Regions from separate parts of the Oryctolagus cuniculus genome. Here region 1 is linked to region 2. The links are chromatin contacts, called in public Hi-C maps. All regions are on one chromosome and are shown on one strand. The core of a region is the stretch at or near the end of the contact, and the rest is flanking DNA. Distances in the headings are between cores, read along the strand shown. Region 1 overlaps TPD52 (tumor protein D52). Region 2 overlaps LOC138849931 (a long non-coding RNA gene).

Region 1 (5,244 bases), core at 1,692-4,191, 240 kb before region 2:
TTATTTCAGGGTAAATTATCTTGTGAAAACCAAATTGGAAATGCTACAGTGTTGATTGTCATGTAATACCATGTTATCATTTCTGACTGCTGGAACTTTGTTAGCACTTTGGATGCATCTTAAACTATGCTCTCTGACATGTAAAAAGCTTAATAAATTCTGTATATCAGTAGTATAGGTCTCAATATTTATTATGAGACCAGTGGTCTGCAAACAACTTGTTGTATTTTATACTTAAAAAATCAGCTGGTGTTTATACTTAAAATTTTTTTTCTTAACCATCCAGTTTAAATCACATTCTAAGCAGAGGCTTTGCAGCAAAAGCTGCTGAAACATTGTCTTAGAGGAGATCTGTAGAAATTGGTCTGTTTAACAGAAACATTTTGATTACTTACTATAACTGTTAAATTATTTTTTCTACCAATTAGTCTTTAATTTTTTTATTCCAACATCTTTTTATCACATTATTTTTTGGGTGTCCTTGTCTGCTGTTACTGTGTTTCCAACAAGGCAAAATGGAGTAAGATGGAAATTTCTTCAGTTGAGTGAAATATCCTCAAATCTCTTTACTGCCTATCTGGGGAAAAATGAGAGAGTTGGAGTAGGAAGTGGGATGGTTATGAAAGAAATTGGAGTTACTTTTCTAGACATCTACCTATACTTAACCTCAATTTTACTGTGCTCTGCCTCCTAAAAAAGTAGTAAAAAGAATGAATTTAGAAAAATACATTATTCAAAATGGCCTTAGTGGCATATCCAATACTGTGAATTCACAGATATTTAGAAATTTAGAACATAGTAATTGATAGGAATATTTGAAAGAGGTATTGATTGGTTACTCTATTGTGTTGCAGTTAACAATACAAGAAAACAATGAGTCAAATACCAGATACTTGAGAAGTTTAATGGAAGGAAAATATGCGTGAAGAAAATCTCTTCTTACAAAAAGGAATGTTCTTAATTTATGGAGTTGGTGAAAAATTAAGCAAGAAATACTGTGCTTATGAGAACAAAGTAATCGATGGAGGAGAACTCAGTTGGATTATCACCTTAACAACAAAGTAACTTTGGAAATAGAGAAAAAAATACTTGTTTTTGGATCTGTTAAGATATACAACTGTATTTTTTTTCTTTGCATAGTACCTGAAAACAATAAAAATTCTATAATTTGGGTATGGGTTCTTTTGTATACATGTCTGTGGAGGAAAGGGGCAAGCAGTTTCGTTCTTCAGCTTCTCTCTAAACCCTTCATCTCCTGGATTGGTAAAGAACCCGAAGCAGCTTTACTGAATCAAAACTTTTGGGGCCAGCGCTGTGGCATAGCCGGCGCCGGTTCGAGTCCCAGCTGTTCTACTTCCGATCCAGCTCTCTGCTAGGCCTGGGAAAGCAGTAAAAGATGGCCCAAGTCCTTGGGCCCCTGCACCCTCGTGGGAGACCCAGAAGAAACTCTTGGCTCCTGACTTTGAATCAGCGCAGCTCCGGCTGTTGGGGCTATCTGGGGAGTGAACCAGCAGAGAGAAGACCCCACCCCCCTTCTCTCTCTCTGCCTCTCAAATAAATAGATCTTTAAACAAAACAAAACTGCTACACACTGGCTACCAAGAGGCATTAACTAAGTGACTACTTTCTGCATGGGCCAGAGAAGATGCAGTGTAAGGCGTATGGGGCTGGCCTTGTGGCAACCCCAGTTAAGCCGAGGCCTGCAGTGCTAGAATCTTTAATGGGAGCACAGGTTTGAATCTGGGCTGCTCCACTTACTATCCAGCTCCCTGCTATCGCGCCTGGTTATTTGGGAAATAAATCAGCAGATGGAAGATCTAACTCTGCCGTTCAAATAAATCTTAAGAAAAAAGAAAAACACTCCCTCAAGTTTGGATTTGAAGGGGGTGGGCACATTCTGGGAATAAACACTGGGAGAAAAAAAGGGAGAAGGCTGAAAAGTGGGGTCTGTGATGGTACAGTGTCCAGGCATGTTCCGAGATCCCCCAACTCCCTTAGAGCAGGGATAGTAGCTACCGAGCGGTGACCAGATGGCTCAACACAATTTCTGAAACATGGCTGAACTGGATGTAGAAGTGGCAAAGGACAAACTTGGGTCCGGGGTTTCACAGGTGTTTACTGAGCCTGGTGTCAAGGGTCCAAGAAAAGCAAAGTCCTTGCCCTTAAGGAGTTTACAAAGTTGGGCGAGCATTTCAGACCAGCCGTAGGACGTATCACGAAGTAACATGGAAGAGAGCAGAGAAGCCGGATGGCGTGTGTGTGCGGGGGGGGGGGGGTCCGAAAGTAAACAGCAGTAAAGCAGACCCTCCTATTTGGGCTAAGACCCCCGTAGGTGTGCGGGCAGAGCCTTGTTGCCCTCTGGGACAAACAGAACACCAAGTGTCACGTTACCAAAATACACCGTAGGGCAAGGACCACCGGGTACCTAGAAGGCAAAATTCCTGCGAGTTAAAGGCGCTTCGAGGACTTCTCACCACCAACGCTTAAGGGGCCCAATTTCAGCTTTCAAGTTTCTTCAGCCCTGCGCTCCGTCTCAGCACCGGACTGAGCACGCCCTTCAACAACCGGCCGAGCTCCGCGGCAGGTGGGCGGGCCGCTCGCCGCCCCGCCCCGTGACCCACACGCTTGCGGAAGCCAGGCCAAAGGTCAGAGGTGAAGGCGTCATGGCGGCGCTGTGTCGGACCCGTTCCGTGGCTGCCGAGAGCCATTTCTTGCGAGTCTTTCTCTTCTGCCGGCCCTTTCGAGGCGCAAGCACTGAGAGCGGCTCCGACAGCGGCGATTCCGACTCCACGGCACACAGGCTGCGTCCTGGCGGCTTTGCGAGTGCCTTAGAGCGACACTCAGAGCTGCAGCGGAAGGCGGAGCCCAAGCTGGTGAGCCCTCGCGGGAGCCGCCTTCACGCCGCGGGAAGCCGGGGCCCGGCTTCGGGGTGGGGCTACGCCGGCGACGTGGTGGGTGGGGCAGGGCTGGGCACGGCGTGGGGCTGGAGCCGCGAGCAGAGGGGTGGGCGGTGGAGTTGGCGAATGGTGGCCCCCTGGCCGGTTGCTGGGAGCCGAGCGTGTGGCTGCTGGCCTTCCTCCACTCCTTGTGCTCCTGTGTGGCATTCACGTGCTGGACCGGCCCTGTCCGCTCTCCTTTGCTGGCCTGTCGGGCGCGGGCAGACGGAACTCAGGTTGGGAGCTGCAGGGTCCGCTCAGTGCTGTTCTGCACAGTACCTCCTGAGTATTTAATTAGCAGGTAGATGAAAGAATTACTGTCTTCACGATCTTTGGCAAGTGATATATTCCGTCAATCTTTCACCTTTTTAAAGAAATAAAATTTCCACTTGTCTCAACCAGTACTTTGGTAAAATATTAAAATTTCTAGATAAACAAAATGGGAAAAATAAGCCTACAAGCTTGATTTGCTAAAAGTAGATACAACAGATGTGAAATTGGGTTACGTAAAAATAGACTCCATTTCTGTGTTTATCTCCCTGGAGAGTAGTTCCAAACAGTACACAGACTGAGAGAGTCCTATATCGTAGGGTCATTTTAGTACCTACTGTGGTTTAAATTGTCCTGAAACCCCAGGATTAGAAGAAGCCTGGTATATTTTCCATTTTCTTCTGTAGCCAATTGCCACAAACTTAGTGACTTTAAACTACACAAATGTATTGTTTCTAGGCCGATGAGAAGTCTGATGATGTCTCACTGATCTAAAATCAAGATGTTGACAGAGTTCCTTTCTGTAGGTTCTGAGAAAGTTGTGTTTCCTGCTCCAATCTGAGTCCATCCCATTCCTTGACTTCAGACTCGGAAGCAACAAGGCTGAGTCCTCTTACCACATCACTGTAACATCTCTTCTGCCTCCCTTTTCTACTTTGGGAGTCCCTTACAATTGCACTGGGCCTGCCCTGGTGATACAGGATAATCTCTCCATTTTAGGCTGATTAGCAACCTTAATTTCACCTGTAATTTAATTCCCTTCTGCCATGGAAGTTAATTTATTCATACATTCTAGGGATTAGAATATGGATGTTTGGAGGGGAGGCAGGCATATGTCACTCAGCAGAATAGCTGTGATTGTCTTGATGACATCTAAGGGATTTTAGATCCATTCTTGCTTAGTGCTTTGAGGATTGAGCACAGTGAGGTAGGAAACATAAATACAGTTCAGTGCTCTTCCTCCAAATATTTATAAAGGAAAGGAATTTCCTTGTTTCTCTCCAACTTTTTTCACCCACTCCCACCATAATACCACATTCCACACAGCTTCAGAAACTCCCAGAGAATAAATTTCAATTGCTGAGTTAATTATAGCAAGAATGAAATTATTGCATCACATCAAAAAGTCTCCCATGCTTTGGAATTTCAACATGTTAAGTAGTGATAAATGTTTGTTTAATGAAGGAAACAACCAAGGTATTTTAAGAGTGCCCAGGATTCTCCTTCCTTTTCAAGACAGCTCTAATAGGGCTGCTCAGTTTTTCTAGGAGGTGGCCGGGGTGTTTTCTAGAGGTTCCAGAATATCCATCAAATATGCTCAGTCCAACTCAGGACGCATGAGTCTCCCTGAACAGTTGTTCTCCCCTTATCACGGTCTAGAAAACATCTACTAAATGGAGATGAAGCATATTCAGCTGTTACCTTCGTTTAATGAAAAGAAAATTTCCAGGGGAGGCTGGTTTGTAGCCTCTGTTCTACCTGAAGTTACCTGGAGCCCATTACTGAATTTTATTTTTTTAACATTTATTATTTATTTGAAAGGCCCAGAGAGCTAGAGATCTTTGATCTGCTGGTTCATCCCCAAGTGCCTGCGACAGCTGGGCCTAAGTCAGAGCTGAGAACTCAGTCTGGGTCTCCTACCTGGGTGCAGCGACTCTTGTGCTGCCTCCTGGGATGCCCATTAGCAGGAAACTGGGATAGAGAGCAAATCTAGGACTGTAACCCAGGCAGTGTGTGGACTGTGGGCACCCCAAGCAGCATCTTAACCTCTGGGCCAAACACTGGGATAGAGAGCAAATCTAGGACTGTAACCCAGGCAGTGTGTGGACTGTGGGCACCCCAAGCAGCATCTTAACTTCTGGGCCGAACGCTTGTTCCCCCCTTATGATTTTTTTTTTAAGATTTATTTATTTACTTGAAAGAGTTACAGAGAGAGAGAGAGAGAGAGAGAGGTCTTCCATCCACTGGTTCACTGCCCAATTGGCCGCAACTGCCTGAGCTGCACCAATCTGAAGCCAGGAGCCAGGAGCTTCTTCCA
Region 2 (5,214 bases), core at 1,193-3,692:
CAGGGGAGCCATCGTTACTCCACACTGAAGACGGATTTGAGGCTCGTGACACTTAATGATTTGTGCCAACTACACCAGGACTCAGGAGTCAGGAGTCAGGGCGGACAGCGGGTCTTCCAGCCTCGTGTCACTGCAGGTTTGCTGTTCTGGGATCCGGGACACAAGAGGAGGCTTTATTAAAGCGTCTGCAAGCGGGAGCCGCTCCGCACGCGGCTGCAGAGTGTGCTCTGCTTGGCTTCTGAAAGATGAAAGCGCCAGTGGAACCCTGGGCACCCGGGGAGAAACGGGGATCCTCAGAACAAAGGGAATCGCATTCCTCCTCTGTGCATCCCCTTCAATTTTCTGATCTTTTCCCTCCACTCCCTCTTTCTTGTAAAGACTCAAACCCTGAAATAATTATATGAAATTAAGTCGGTAAAAGGCAGGCTTGTTTCCTGAAGACTGATGTGTTAACGTTTTGGGCAGTTTTCTCAGGACGACTTCAGAGCTTGGCTGCGGGAATATGCCCTTCCCCCTGGCAGGGGAGGGTCTCCTCCCCCCCAAACCCTGTTGCTGTGTTCTGTGGCGCCTCTCCCCCATGACACAGCCTAACCGTGACCAGAAGCTAAAAAAAAACTTTCCTTTTTTTTTTTTTTTTTTAAATCTTGGGGCCTTTCCTCTCTTACTGATGGTCATACTACTCACTGTCCAAAATGAGAAAAGAAAAAAAAAAAAAAAAAGAAGGGGGCATACGGCAGTCTCTAAACTTGCCCTGTCAGACAGAATGCAAACAACAAACGGAGCGGTCCCACCACCACGTGGACACTGAGCTTTGAGAGTCCAGGTGGCTGGCGGAGGTGAGGGGAACACTTTCCAGCTCACCTGCCTGGTCTTATCTGTGCGTCAAGAGAACCAGGTAACACAAGGTTGGTTGGTAACACAAGGAATCTTTTCATGCAAATTATATTGCTCTTTAAAATCATCATAATAAAAACCGAAGGCGTGACTCTGCCTGTCACCTACCCACTGGGTGCAGAGAGCGTCTGAGAGATCGAAAGGCCACGGGGATTCATCCCTCGGGAAACAGCCTGGGTGCTCAGGTGCTGAAGTCAGGTTGAATTTCCCATGTTTCTGCGGCAGTCCGAGACGAGCAGGGTCAGGTTCCAGAGGTGCTGGCCTGCCTCAACGCATCATTCCTAATTACGATGCCTTTGTAACCCCCTTGCCTTTCACTGCCTAGAGCTTGTAAAAAGACTCTCACAAACCTTTGCCTTCCTGTGCCTCCAGCCCCAAGGTAGGAATCCTCCTCTTGCAGGAAATGCTAAGCCAAGTTCAAAGCTTTCTCAGTGGAGAGGAAAGTGCGCCTGATCCTGTATAACATGATTAGGTAACAATTAGACCAAAAGAATGCCAAGGCCCTTGCATGGTTGGCCAGTGCTGGCCCCCTGCATCTCTACCTTTCTATAAGAGCTTTACTGTTTCTTCGTTGGGTAGGAAGGTATAGAAGCAAACGAAGGGCCGGCACCATGGCTCACTAAGCTAATCCTCCACCTGCGACGCTGGCACCCTGGGTTCTAGTCACTGTCCAGGCGCCGGATTCTGTCCCCGTGGCTCCTCTCTGCTGTGGCCCGGGAGTGCAGTGGAGGATGGCCCAAGTCCTTGGGCCCTGCACCCGCATGGAAGACCAGGAGAAGCACCTGGCTCCTGGCTTCGGATCAGCGCGGTGCACCAGCCACAACACGCTGGCCGAAGCGGCCATTGGGTGAACCAAAGGAAAAGGAAGACCTTTCTCTCTGTCTTTCCCTCTTGCTGTCCACTCTGTGCCTGTCAAAAAAAAAAAAAAAAATAAGCAAATGGAAGGCTGTTTAGGGTCAAAGCCACTGGCAGCTTTGGGCTCTCTGGGGACGCAGAGTTCTGAAGAGTGGGTTGAGGAATGCCCCCCACCAAACACAGCGGGACAAATGGACATGGAGAGGAAGCCAGGGTCTACAGACCCCAGGGCATGCCCTGCAGCTCTGGTGTCTGTACGACTGCCAGTCTTGTGCCCTCATCATCCAACGAGCACGGTTCAACGGATGTTAAAAGAGGGTTGAAAGGGGCCATAAATCTTTCTGGGCGCTGAAGATCCATGCAAAACCCAGCCTGATGTCTTTTACATCTGTTTCGGTTTCTCAGCCTTGGCTGGCTCGGCTGCCTTTTCTCCTGCGGTAACTCAGGAGCCCCATTCAAGCCGCTGAGTGGCAGGTATAGGGTGTCTCCCCTCGGAGCACGGGGTGAGCGTCCGGGCAGCAGGCAGGCCCCCAAGGCTGGCCCGCTGACACCGTAAGTGTATACCCAGGGGCTGGTGGAGCGGAGGCTGCCGGATTGACGGGGTAAATGGGCAGCGCGCACAGCCTGCAGAAGGGAGGCCGGCGGCGGGTGGGAGAGCGCCGGCTGAGGTTGGTCACACGGAGATTGAATTTCAGCGGAATTAGATCAGAGCTGTGGGAAACAGCACCTCCTGCGCGCACACAGCCGGTCCTCCGTAGGAAGATGTGGGAGGGCTGCTGGGGAGACAGAGGCAGGCAGCTGTGATGAAATACCCCAGGCGGCTCACAGCTAACTTAATTACTGTCTACTTCTCCCCCTGGCTCCAGATTCCGGGGTTTTAGACTGGAAGGCTCCATGGTGTCAGGGAAAGATGGGGCCGTCACTGCTGCAAACACACCTGGTTTGGGAGTGAGGCTGTGTGCGTCTGTACAGGAGGAAGCCTGTGGCTATGGGAGCAGGGGGCAAACATGGAACTGTTAGATCCACAGCTGCAGAAGCCAAACTCCAGGAGGGATTTGGGTGGCTTTCACCGGTACCTTTAGGGTTTGATGTTTTATTGCATTTCATTAACATGCAACGCGAGCTCTCAAGCCCGTAACTGTGCTGCTGCTGCGGCTGCCGCCTCCACCGCCGCCATTGCTGAGAAAGCTTCCTCGAATTCCCATTCTCTGCTTAATAATCTGATGCCATTGCAGGGCTGCAAGCTGCCAGCTTTCCCGGGCAAGCATCAGAGGAATGGAAAATTGGGGGGAAAAGTCTCAGAATTAAAACGGGAACACTTGCAGTGGGATTGGAAAGAGCAAGAAGTCAGCTGCTTTGAAATCCAGCCCCTCAGCAGGGGGAAGAGAGGAGGCCTTTCCAGGAGACTGGGGCGGGGGGCGGGGTGGGGGAGGACACATTCGCTCCCTAAGCTGGCACCAGAGTGGCTTTCTGCAGGGCAGCCAGGGCCCGGCATTCTGTACAGGCCATTTGAATTGGGGAGCCTTCAAGTGATCCTTGTTTCTTTCCCTGTCACTCAACAAGAGGCTGGAGGCAAAAATTCCTACAGCAGCTTCCTCAGAACCGGGCAGAAAACAACCCCCGAGGCTGCGCCTTGCTCCCCGATCTTCCGGTTGGCACAAGAGTTTTGAGCCTGCAGCTGCTGATGATGAAAAAAAATGACCCCAAAACAACTGTGTGCTCCATGCTCAGTGCTCCTTCTCTTGGACCGAGAAACTTCTGGAGTTTTGAGCCTTGTCGGGGGCCCAAGGAAACCTGCCAGGATACCCCCACCCCCCCCGCCGTGGGCTGCAGGATCACCCCCTCTGCGGTGAGCGACACCCAGAGCAAAGGCAGAGTTCGTTGTGCGGCATCTGACTCACTCAGTGTTTACATTCTTAGGAGTGCCCCTCTCGGCTGCATGTCTCTGGTGACTCATAAAAAGAGACAATTAGCATCTTGTCAAGAACTCAGGTGTTGCACTGGATTCCCTTAGATGAGACAGACGTGCAAAAGCCTTCAGGGAGAGCCTGCGGGGAGTCTGTGAGTCATCTGACATGGGATCATTATGTAAAAAAATAATCATGCATTTCTCCCAGCCCCAGGAAGGGTGCCCTTAACTCTCCAGCAGGGTTTTCAGAGTCTAAAACTCTCCTAGTTTGAACAACTACTGCTTTAAATGAAAGCTAATTTTAAAGGGGGGGGTGGCATGGGCTTCCCTCAATCATAGACTCTGCAAGGGAAAATGCGCTGTCTTCTGTCTGCTACGCCACGGTGGAGCCTGGCTGTTTGACTCATGCAACTCCAGGAAAACAACAACCGGGAGAGGAGAAACCAAAGCAGGCAGGGTAAAGCCCAGAGCGGCACGGCTCCACGTGGTTGTGCAGAGGGTGCAGTATGGCTGGCCCACTGAGGGGTCTGTTCCTTGAGTCCCTGGTCCCAAAGTGAGTCGTCCCAGGATAGTGCTCTGAGAGGACGTATGCACGCAGAGAGAACATCATAAATGAGAACCTTGGAGAGCTTGCAGTCTGGTTAGCGCTCGGTAAGCCTACTGGATAATGAAGTCAGATCTGGACCAATATTTGGATCTCATGGGAAGAGTGTGTACCAGCTGGTAGCGGTGCAAACCCATTTCTGCCAGGATAGGGCGGGTTCTTGGGGCAGAGGTGCTAGTTGTAATGCATCTTGAAAAATAACAAAGATGCCAAAATCCCATCGTTCTCCTTTCTGAAGCTGATGTCTGGTTGCAAATTACAGGCATGTTTTGCTCCAACAAAATCCAATTTTGATAAGTAAGCTGACCTCCTGAAGCAGAGAAATTGGGGATGATATTTATTTACATTAAATGGTAGCTATTATTGATGCAGGATTCATGTAATCAGGACTTTACATATTTTATCTCAAGTAATCTTTATGGCAACCCAGAGATATAGGTAGCATTTCTCTCACTTTTCTGATGCGGGATTTAAGGGTTCGAGGGTTTAAGCGCCAACATTGAGATTACTGCTCTACCGAATGTCAGGAAGAACCAAAGCCAGATCAGCCACTAGAAGGCTTCTCAGTGCAGGAGGATTGATGCTTTGCAAGGACTCTCAGCACTCACGCCTATCTTAAATGTGACTTGTGCTCAGAGGTAGGGAAAAAAAAGAATGGATGTTTGCTGAGTGACTACTGCATCCAGATGCTATGCCAGGAGATATATGTACCGCATCCTGAAATTAGGTCTCATAGGCATCTCTAGGAAGTTGGCTCTGCCCCCTCCTTCGGTACTCCCAGGTTCATCTCACTCCCAAGGAATACACCCTTTTCTGTTCTTTATTCTCTCTCCCCATATTTACCTGTTATTGGTTATGTATAAGTGATAAAGCTGTTTACTTTCTTCAAAACAATTAGATTTTCTTTAAAAAGTTAATTCTTGAGGGATACTTTCAAAATATATTTTCAACT

Evidence for each region. A called contact is a pair of places that touch in the nucleus more often than the background predicts.
Region 1: a contact with region 2 is called in a Hi-C map of liver, with 5 times the contacts expected there. The contact joins two enhancer-like sites. A contact is called at or near these places in 2 of 6 Hi-C or Micro-C datasets (liver and psoas muscle).

The regions. Positions count from the first base shown.
Region 1 is chr6:105,605,553-105,610,796 of mOryCun1.1, reverse strand. It overlaps TPD52 (tumor protein D52), which reads left to right. Exons shown (of 5, transcript NM_001082360.1): 5 at 1-172. Among named protein-coding and RNA genes, the nearest start is that of TPD52, 25 kb to the left of the region's middle. Within about 2 kb of position 2,941, at least 8 of the 8 cell types and tissues checked have an H3K27ac peak or open chromatin away from gene starts, as enhancers often do.
Region 2 is chr6:105,364,134-105,369,347 of mOryCun1.1, reverse strand. The region is part of intron 1 of LOC138849931 (a long non-coding RNA gene); the gene reads left to right. Among named protein-coding and RNA genes, the nearest start is that of HEY1, 57 kb to the right of the region's middle. Within about 2 kb of position 2,442, at least 4 of the 8 cell types and tissues checked have an H3K27ac peak or open chromatin away from gene starts, as enhancers often do.